Regions from separate parts of the Mus musculus genome. Here region 2 is linked to region 1. A link is a contact called in public Hi-C data. All regions are on one chromosome and are shown on one strand. The core of a region is the stretch at or near the end of the contact, and the rest is flanking DNA. Distances in the headings are between cores, read along the strand shown.

Region 1 (4,701 bases), core at 1,095-3,594:
ATGACCTGAAGGATGAGAAACTGGATAGATCAGAAAATAGCATGGAGTCCTGAGGATGCATGGCTGTATCCCTAGCACATGAGAGGCAGAGGCAGAGGCAGAAGCAGGGCAGCCTTGAATGTCCAAGCTAGCCCAGGCTAGCCAGCAAGGAAAGGGAGAGAGGGTGCAGGGAGGGAAGAGCTAGGGACATGTTTGAGTGGCTGTGATCCAGGATGACTCCTTGTCCACTTCTGGTTAGCAATGCTAGTTTCCTGGGACTGGCATCTTCTATACCACAGAGCATCTTTGTTTTCTCCTTGTCAATCAGAATGAGGTTAGACTAATGTAGGCTTCCTGCCTCGATCATATTTCATAAATGACCACATGGTGTATAGTTTTATATTACAGACATGGTGTTGTAAAGACATAAGGGATCTTGTGTTTGACTGGTTTCCAAATCTGATTCTGCTATCCACTGACAGTGAGGTCCTAGATATGTTAGCCTCTCTGAGCCTCAGCTTCTTCCTCTGTAAAACGGGGACAATTACAGTACCTATTGCAAAGGTGGGGGCAGGTTACCATTGCCTAAGATACAGAATGTAGAGCTATCAAGTTAGTGTGTGTCACACTACTTAGGGTTATCTAACACTTGACTTGGGGGTGTGCCTCAGCAGAATGGCTTGTGCTTAGCATGTTGGAGACTCTAGGTCAACCTCAGCACCATAAACTAGTGTCTGACACAGTCAGATGATCTACACTCTGTGGATGCATGGTGCATTTTCATATATTCCCATTATTCTCCATGAGGGAGGTGTGATTTGGCTAGATCCATGCAAATTTTTTGGTGGTCATCATGAGTTGAGAGTACTACTGTGGTCTATGGTTCATGGGCACACATACACGCACCCAGAAGTGGTATCAGGACGTGAAATGTGAACAGAAGTTGGGAAACCCTAGCATTAAAAGGGTATGAGACATATTACATAGGAAATAGTGTGAACACCTCTATATATTGTATGTTCCTGTTAAAGGTACAATTTGTATACATGGCCTCTCCTGGACCTCTTACATTATAGCATGTACACAATATTATCTGCCCTGTCGTGTCATGTTTTTTTCTCCAAATACGCACTAATCTTACCTGGCTTTTCTCTCTCTCTTTCTTTCTCTCTCTCTCTCTCTCTCTCTCTCTCTCTCTCTCGTGTGTGTGTGTGTGTGTACTGGACATTATGTCGATTATGTCATGTGTGTTTGTGTGTTTATACTAGACACTGAACTCAGAGCTATAACCCAAGCATTCTACCACTGAAGTGCATTCCTCAGTGTGTGTGCTCACTATAGCACCTGCACAGAGGACAATCTTGAGTTAGTTCTATCCTGCTATCTTGTGAAGCACAAAGCCTTCAGCAGAAGTCTGTAACCCTGGCACTGGCGAGGTGGAAAAGGCAGGAGGGTCAGAAGTTCAAGGACATCCGATTCCAATACATAGAGAACACAGCTTATTTTTTCTCCAATATATAGGGTTCTCAGTATCTTGGGCTATACCAGACGTTGTCTCAAAACAATTAAACAATGGCCAGAAGGTGGTGGGGCAGGACTGTATAGAACTCCGGAAGCAGAGGCAGGCAGATCTATGAGTTCGAGGACAGCCTGGTCTACAGAGTGAGTTCCAGGACAGTTAGGCGTACTTGGAGAAACTCTGACTGGGAGAAGAAACCAATAAAAACAAACAAAATAAAACCAAACAGAATCAACAACAAAACCAATTTTAACCATGACCTCTAGGCTTTCCAGTGTATCCCTGTCTCTATACATCGTTTCATTTCTCAACCGTGCAGTTATGCATTAAGAGCTCAGGATCGCACGAGTGCCAAAGCTTGTCCTGTCTGGGGCTGTTTTCTTTTCTTTTTTCTTGTTCTTTTTTTTTTTTTTTTTAAGTTTTTTCGAGACAGGGTTTCTCTGTATAGCCCTGGCTGTCCTGGAACTCACTCTGTAGACCAGCTGGCCTCGAACTCAGAAATTCGCCTGCCTCTGCCTCTGCCTCCCAAGTGCTGGGATTAAAGGCGTGCGCCACCACACCCGGCTCTGGGGCTGTTTTCTGTGTCCGCAAAATCATCATCCCACGCAGCCCCGCAGTGCTCGGCTCTCAGTGGATTATCTGTGAAGCCACTGCGCTCCTAGCCAGCCCATCGTCATACCTGCAGAAAGTTACAACCCTGAGGTCGAAGACCCAGGAACCCTCTGATTCACGGTGAACCCTGCGGGAAAACTAGGGAGGACAAATGGAGGAGTCAGATGCAAAACAAACCAGAAGACTCAGCGCGCACTGCGCACGCTCCTCGGACACTGTCCAGACGGTCAGCCAAGGGGGGGGGGGGGGGGCAGAAGCGACTGACGAAAGCGCATGCGCGACTTGGGCCACGCCTCTTCCCGCCGGCGGGTGCGCGTGCGCGACCCCGCGGGTCAGAGACGGCGGCCGACAGACGGAAGCGGAGGTTGTGACTCGGCCACTTGGGGCTGCCGCTGCTGAGGCGGTGGCGGCGCTGCCACCGGTGGGCTCGTCCGGCCACCGGGGCCCACTCCGAGCAGGTGACTGGCCACACCGATCATTCTGTACTTTGAGCTAAAGATCGGAAGATTGGGAGTTTAAAGGCAGCCAGGGGTACAGCTTGATCTCACGCCAGAAAAGACAGGAGGTCACGTCCAAGTGTGGCGGTCGTCCAAGCCTTTATCCCAACTGGATTTTGGATGGAGCTTCAGTCACTCTGAACACTTGATGTCTTCTTGGATGGTTTGCAGTGTCAGCATGTCCTCACTGTGTGCCACAAGAGTGTGGTTTTACTTATTTCTTCTAGACTCAGGTACATGTCCAGTGTCTGCCACAGCTACTGCACAGGCATCGGTGCCGGGAAGCCGCTGTCCACCTGGGCAGCTGCTCTGCCTACGACAGCAGCCATTTCTAGCTCTACTTTTAGTTTCTTTCTGTCTCCTCCTGTCCTCTTCCCTTTCCTCTCCTTTCTTCTGTCTCTTTCTCCCTCTCTCCTTGCTAAGTACAGTTCTACCCCTAAACTCTCAGTCCCTGTCTGTCTGTTGTTTTAATGGAAGCAAGGTCTCAGGTCAGAGATGTAGTTCTGTTGGTGAATTCTTGCCTAGCATAGAAGCGAGGCTAGCCCCAAAAAGGATACCCTGGGTGGAATTCCTAGCACTGCCTGAACCAGACATGGTGCATCCTAGTTTTAGGGAGTTGGAGGCTTGAGGACCCGAAATTCAAGGTCATCCTTGACTATATAGAAAGCTTGAGGCTAGCCTAGTCTACATGAGACCCGTTTCTAAAGCAAACTAGGGGACCAGGGAGGTGCTCAGCAGGTAGAGCATTTCCTGCACTTGCAGTCACTGGTTTGGTTCCCAGCACCCAGGCTGAACAGCTGGGTGTTACTTCACAACCAGGAATCTGAAGGTCTCTTCTGGCTTCTACAAGTATTGTTTCACATGTTGTATAGAATATACTCAAGCACACACATGTGGACAGATACTATAAATCACGACTCTAAGATGGAAAGCAAGCCCTCACCACATAAATCCAGCTGATCTGGCACTCATGCAAGCAAAGCTAGCCTTGAGCTTCTGGCGTCCTTCACGTCTCCCCTGAGTGCCCCCTACACACATGCCCCTCTGCACCTGCCAGCTTCTTCAGGACTAAGGAGAGGCAGGTAGACTGGTGCTTCCTTCTTGCCTCTGCCTACTCCTGCGTTCTCCTTGCTCTTCATGACCGAGCAAAGATGGAATGGGTGCTTGATACACCTTGAACTTCCTCACTTGGTGGCACTTCAGTCACTTACAACTGTATCCCACTTCCTGACACGTTGACCCATCCAACAAAATGTGTTAATGACCAGTGAATATTAGTTCACCTCAATTGTCGTGGAAAGGGTTACCCCAGTGGGCATGCTGTCACATCTGTAATGCTAACACTTGGGAGGTGGAGGCAGGAGATTCAGGAGATGAAGGTCAACTGCTCTGAGGGGCAGCGTTTCATGTGTGTGTCTGGAGAGAAGAGCAGCTCAGCAGTTAAGTGCACTGGCTGCTCTTGCAGAAGACCCAGGGTAGGTTCGAGGACCCACATTGGGCTATTCACAGGCACTTAGAACCCCAGCTCCAGAGGATCTAACACCTTCTTCTGGCCTTGGTAGGCACACACATACTCATGACTATAAGCCTGTTTAGAAAATCTGGCTCAGGCCGGGCATGGTGGCGCATGCCTTTAATTCCAGCACTCGGGAGGCAGAGGCAGGAGGATTTCTGAGTTTGAGGCCAGCCTGGTCTACAAAGTGAGTTCCAGGGCTGCCTGCCAGGGCTACACAGAGAAACCCAGTCTCGAAAAAACCAAAAAAAAAAAAAAAAAAAAAAAAGAAAAAAAAGAAAAAGAAAAGAAAAAATCTAGCTCAGAACAGGATATAGTTGCAAATGTATTTAATTCCAGCACGTGGAAAGCAGAGGCAGGCAGGTCTCTGAAGAGACCCCAGAGAATATCTTCTTGAAAAGACCCTAGGAGGTTCAGGTCACAGTAACTGTCCCAGACTGAGTTGCTGGATAGGATGTGAGGACCACACATAGCAGACCATGCCAAACTCAGCATCTACACTCTGGGCACTGCTGGTTCCTGCATCCTGGACTGATTCTTCAGTTCCATCTTAGCCACTGTCAGCTGGTGTACTTCATCAG
Region 2 (4,698 bases), core at 1,470-3,969, 150 kb after region 1:
TGAAGGAATGCATGAAAGTAGCCTAGCTGCTTCTTTGTTTGGAGTCCTAGGATTACAAGATCCCCTCAAGATCATTCATATGCAACCCCTTCTAGAGCATGCTGGGGAAATGACCCTTTGGCAGCCACCAACGGGTGGGTTAGACATCCCCTGTAGGTGTCAGTGTTCTGGAGGCAGTTAGATGTGATTCTCTGAAAGTGTAGCATCCTGTTATATTATGGTTGGAAGTTTGTTGTCTTGACTTTCTGTTTATACTTGGTATTTGGGGGTGGCTCTTCGTTTCTGCTATTTGCTGTGGTGCCTGTCCTGCTCCACAGAAAGTTTTGACACATTGGTGTCCACAGTATTTGTTAGGGTGATGTCTCTATCTGCTAGTGAGTCCAGGTAGCCATTCAGTTTCCTTTAGTGCAAAGATCTTTAAAGATGAGCTGGGACTCAGTGTTGTTCCCAGAGAGGCCTGGCTTCCTGTCCCACCTGGCCTCAGTGAGAGAGTCAGAGATAGCCTGGGGCTAGCTTGGTTTTATTTTGATACCTTAGTTCTTTCTGTTTCTCTGCTTTAAAGTCTTCAGTTGAAGAAACAACTCTGGTCTCTGATGGGACTCCCCAGCGCCTTGCATTTTGTGGTTATGGTTGATGATGATCTCTACAGTGTGTAAAACAAACTGTTTCCTGACATTTAATCAGGCAAATAGTAAATGTGTTATGTTCAGTGGGCTTAGTCATTCAGAATGGATGGTATTTGCTATTGGCCTTTTTCCCCCAGACAAAACAGGTGCTGTTATGCAGAACAGAGCTGTGTGTTTCTGGCATGCAGTGTGTTGTGCTTAGGGACTTGATGCATTTGATGCAAGTTTTCAGTGACATGTGTGGCAGAGATCGGGTTTTCCATATAACCTGTTTGTTTTGTTTCCAGCAGAGCAGTATCTCACTAGGCACATTACCCTTCAACATTTTGTGTAGCAGCTTACACAGGACCACAGCCATCATGTTCCTCACGACACTGCTCTTCTCTTCTCCTGCCCTCCTGTGTTTCTTTTCTTGGTTGTTTTTGTTTTATTTTTAAGATGTATTTGATTCTTTTATGTAATGAATTAATTAATCGGTTAATTTAATGTATGCGAGTATACTGTACCTGTCTTCAGACACACCAGAAGAGGGCATCAGATCCCATTACAGGTGGTTGTGAGCCACCATGTGGTTGCTGGGAATTGAACTCAGGACTTTTGGAAGAGCAAGTCAGTGCTCTTAACCACTAAGCCATCTCTCCAGCCCCAAAGTTAACCCATTAAACCTCACCCACCCAAGGACCAGGTAACTTCCTAGAATTCTGGGGATTGTACAGATGGAAAAGTATGGTGGCCATATGGGTGTGTCCTTTAAAATTCCTACAACATATGTCTCAGGGCCACTCAACTGGGAATTATAAGGAGAGATCCTGACCAAAGTCATTCCTGGTCAGTATTTGAATACATTTGGCTCAAAAGTGTGGAACTGGTTTCCTATTTTGAATCTCAAAATTAACATTTGGAGGCCTCAGTGAGATAGGCCTTTCCATCCCAAATTCTGGAGCTAGGATTTCACTCTGGCTCCCCCACCCCCATGTTCATGCTGGGAAAAATGAAATAGCATTTTTTATGGTAATTCATAGAAGCCAAGGGAGACATCCCACAACAGTTTCTGTGGCCTTGGCTGTTCTAGAATTAGCTTCGTAGACCAGGTTAGCATCAAACTCAGATTTTGCCTGCCTTTGCCTCCATCTCCTGAGTGCTCGGGTTAACATCATGTCCCACCACTGCCTGGCTTTATTTTAAATTATATATATGTGTGGTATGTGCACGTGCTCATGAGTGCCCACGTAGACCATAAGTTACATTAACAGATGGTTGTAGGCCATCCAACATTGGTGTTGGGAATTGGGTTTGGGTTATCTGGAAGAGCAGTATGTGCTGCTGTTAAAATGCTTGAGGCATCTCTAGTCCCTTGAAGATTTGCTTGTTTGGGGGACAAGATCTTACTTATCATGGGCTAACTCGGAAGTTTTTATGTAGCTGAGCATGTCTTTTAACTTCCGTTTCTCCTGTCCTCACCGGATACATACTGGGGATGGCAGACATTGTGCTGTTATGCCCAGTGTACTTCAGTATTGTGTAACAGAAAAGAGAGATCATTTGTATGCCATTACATTTGCCTGTGTAGTGTGTATACTTGTGATGCGGGGGCTTGAAAATAGAGCCGTGTGCATGACAGCCATGCATTCTGCCCCTCAGCCATCCCCGATTCCTGTCTGTTCTGTTTAATCTGGTCCTCCTTCAGCTTCTGCCCTTTGCTGTTTTTAATTAACCAGGCATGGTGGCACAGGCACACTGAGGCAGGAGAATTGCCATATGTTACAGCTTAGTCTAGGTCTGCTGAGTTTGAGGTCATTCTAGGCTGTTTCAGAATGAGCTCCAATCTCAAGAACAAACTCAGCTGGATGGTAGTAGCACATACCATAAATACCAACACTTAGTAGGCAAGAGGCAGTCGGATCTCTGGGTTCAAGGCCAGCCTGGTCCTCAGATCAAGTTACTAGCTACACAGAGAAACCCTATGTCTAGAGAGAGGAAAAACACCCAAAACACACTCCTGATTCTATGTGAGCACTCAGTTACCGTGTGTGAATTCCCTTTCTTTATGTATGTAGTCGGGGAAATGAAGCAGGCTGAATAAAAATGCCCTCTTAGCAGCCTACAGTGTAGACAGCAAGAGGAGCCTGATCTGGGAATTCTTTTGGCCCACTCACTCCTCCATAGCTATCTCCTGAATAGGCTGCTATCTTGTCTTGCTCAGGATCAGAACACAAAACAGTAGGTAAAAGTTTGTGGGTTGGTTTTTGTAGGTTTTTTTTTTTGTTTTGTTTTGTTTTGTTTTTTTTTTTTTTTTGGTCGCTTCTCCCCTCCCTGCCCCCAACCCTCACAGTGGTATCTTTGTGTGGCGTGAAATACTAAAAAATGCAACCCATGATATTCCAGCTGGTCCCAGCCGGCCTTGTTCTCATCTTTGGCAAACTCTCTGACGTGGAGCTCTGAAATCTTGCCACAGGACTCGCTAAGTTCCCACTGGGTCACTACCACGCCAGCCCCGCTCTTCCAAATTCCCATGGCCTTTTGGGGTGCACTTCTTGCAAACCCATGCTTTGCAGCCCTACCTTTCTTTCTGGAACCCAGTTGAGTTGCCATGTGAAGGAAAAGACCACACAAACTTAGTTCAGGATCAACAGTTAATTCAGTTGCTGGGCACAACAACTAGAATCCTAATCTTGTAAGCCATATTAAATATAAATCACCATCTAAATGGGGGCCACTTGTAGCTACATCTTGTCCTCCCACTGTCCCTGTCCAAAAGCCCTCTTGCGGAAGCTGAATTAACATCAAAATACAAACAGCATCAGGGCTATCCACAACACTTTTGAGAGGAGCTTTTGGTTCATCCCACACCTGCTGACATTTTTATACACCTCCCCCATAAACAAGAAAAGGTCCATTTAGGCCAGCTGTGGTAGACATCTATATTCCCTAAGTCTGAAGATGGATAATCATAGAGTTATAGGCTGTTGTACCAGACTATTTATTTGACAGAGTTCTGTCTCCAAAAAAGGATTATAATTTGTGTGGTTGTGAGACAGTCTTCTATGCTTTTAACTTTCATGATAATGTCTTCCTTTCCTATGTTCCTTTTTCTGTCTGTGTCTGTCTGCCCTCCTTCTCCCTCTCTCTCTCCCTTCCTCTTTCTTTTTAAGGTAGGATCTTATTGTATGTATTGTACAATAGTGAACCTCCTACCCAAGCCTCCCAGTTTGGGGGCTCAGCTCCCAGCTTTGAGTTCTAACTTCCTGAATTAGAATGTTAGTTTTTTTATACTGAGTTTGTGTTTAAATTCCTGCTTTTGCAACACTGGTGATTAACATGTTAACAGGATTTTGTTTTTGAACATTGTTGCAGCTTTTGTGTAGAGATGAGTCTGAATGACTCTAAGTGCCCTGTAATCTACTTCTGTGGTTTTGGTTCCTTGTAGTTGAAGAGATCCCAGGATCCTAACAAATACTTGTTTGCCATTATTATCGGAATCACTCCTCTTTCTGAAGGTATACACAAGTAAATTCAATTGATTGTTCAATCAGACTCACTCTCTTTTTTTTTTTTTTTAAGAATAAATTTATTTCATGAATACGAGTACACTATAGCTGTCTTCAGACACACCAGAAGAGGCCATCAGATCCCAACCCCAGTAAACCTTTTAAAATTGATTTACCGGCTGGAGAGGTGGCTCAGTAGTTAAGAGCACTGACTGCTCTTCCAGAGGTCCTGAGTTCAATTCCCAGCAACCACGTGGTGGCTCCCAACCATCTGTAATGGGATCTGACACCCTCTTCTGGGGTGTCTGAAGACAGCTACAGTGTACTTATATACATGAAATAAGTTTTAAAAAAGTTTTGCTCAGGTGTATCTTGATCTGAGTGCAGGTGTCTGCAGGAATCAGAAGAGGAGGTCAGATCTCCTGGACTTGACGAGTCTCCCAGTATAGGTGCTGAGAGCCAAAGCTGGATCCTGCAAGAGCAGGGCCGTCTCTCCAGCTCCACAACTTAATTTTTACCAATAGTTGATAGAGTTGTCAGATGATGTAGGATAGGGCTTGAGTCAAGCTAGCAGGAAATAATGA

Evidence for each region. A called contact is a pair of places that touch in the nucleus more often than the background predicts.
Region 2: a contact with region 1 is called in a Hi-C map of muscle stem cells, with 2.0 times the contacts expected there. The contact joins the enhancer-like site here to the promoter of Acad12 in region 1. A contact is called at or near these places in 2 of 484 Hi-C or Micro-C datasets (cerebellum and muscle stem cells) and 3 of 9 other capture datasets (adipose tissue, liver and pancreatic islet).

Annotation. Positions count from the first base shown.
Region 1 is chr5:121,616,594-121,621,294 of GRCm38.p6, forward strand. Acad12 (acyl-Coenzyme A dehydrogenase family, member 12) reads right to left here and starts at 2,345. Exons shown (of 11, transcript NM_178799.3): 1 at 2,178-2,345. Acad10 (acyl-Coenzyme A dehydrogenase family, member 10) reads right to left here. Exons shown (of 21, transcript NM_028037.4): 21 at 4,436-4,701. The coding sequence ends at 4,616.
Region 2 is chr5:121,766,977-121,771,674 of GRCm38.p6, forward strand. The region is part of intron 5 of Atxn2 (ataxin 2); the gene reads left to right. Among named protein-coding and RNA genes, the nearest start is that of Mir7031, 50 kb to the right of the region's middle. Within about 2 kb of position 2,720, at least 6 of the 459 cell types and tissues checked have an H3K27ac peak or open chromatin away from gene starts, as enhancers often do. A contact at or near this core is called in muscle stem cells, where this site is marked.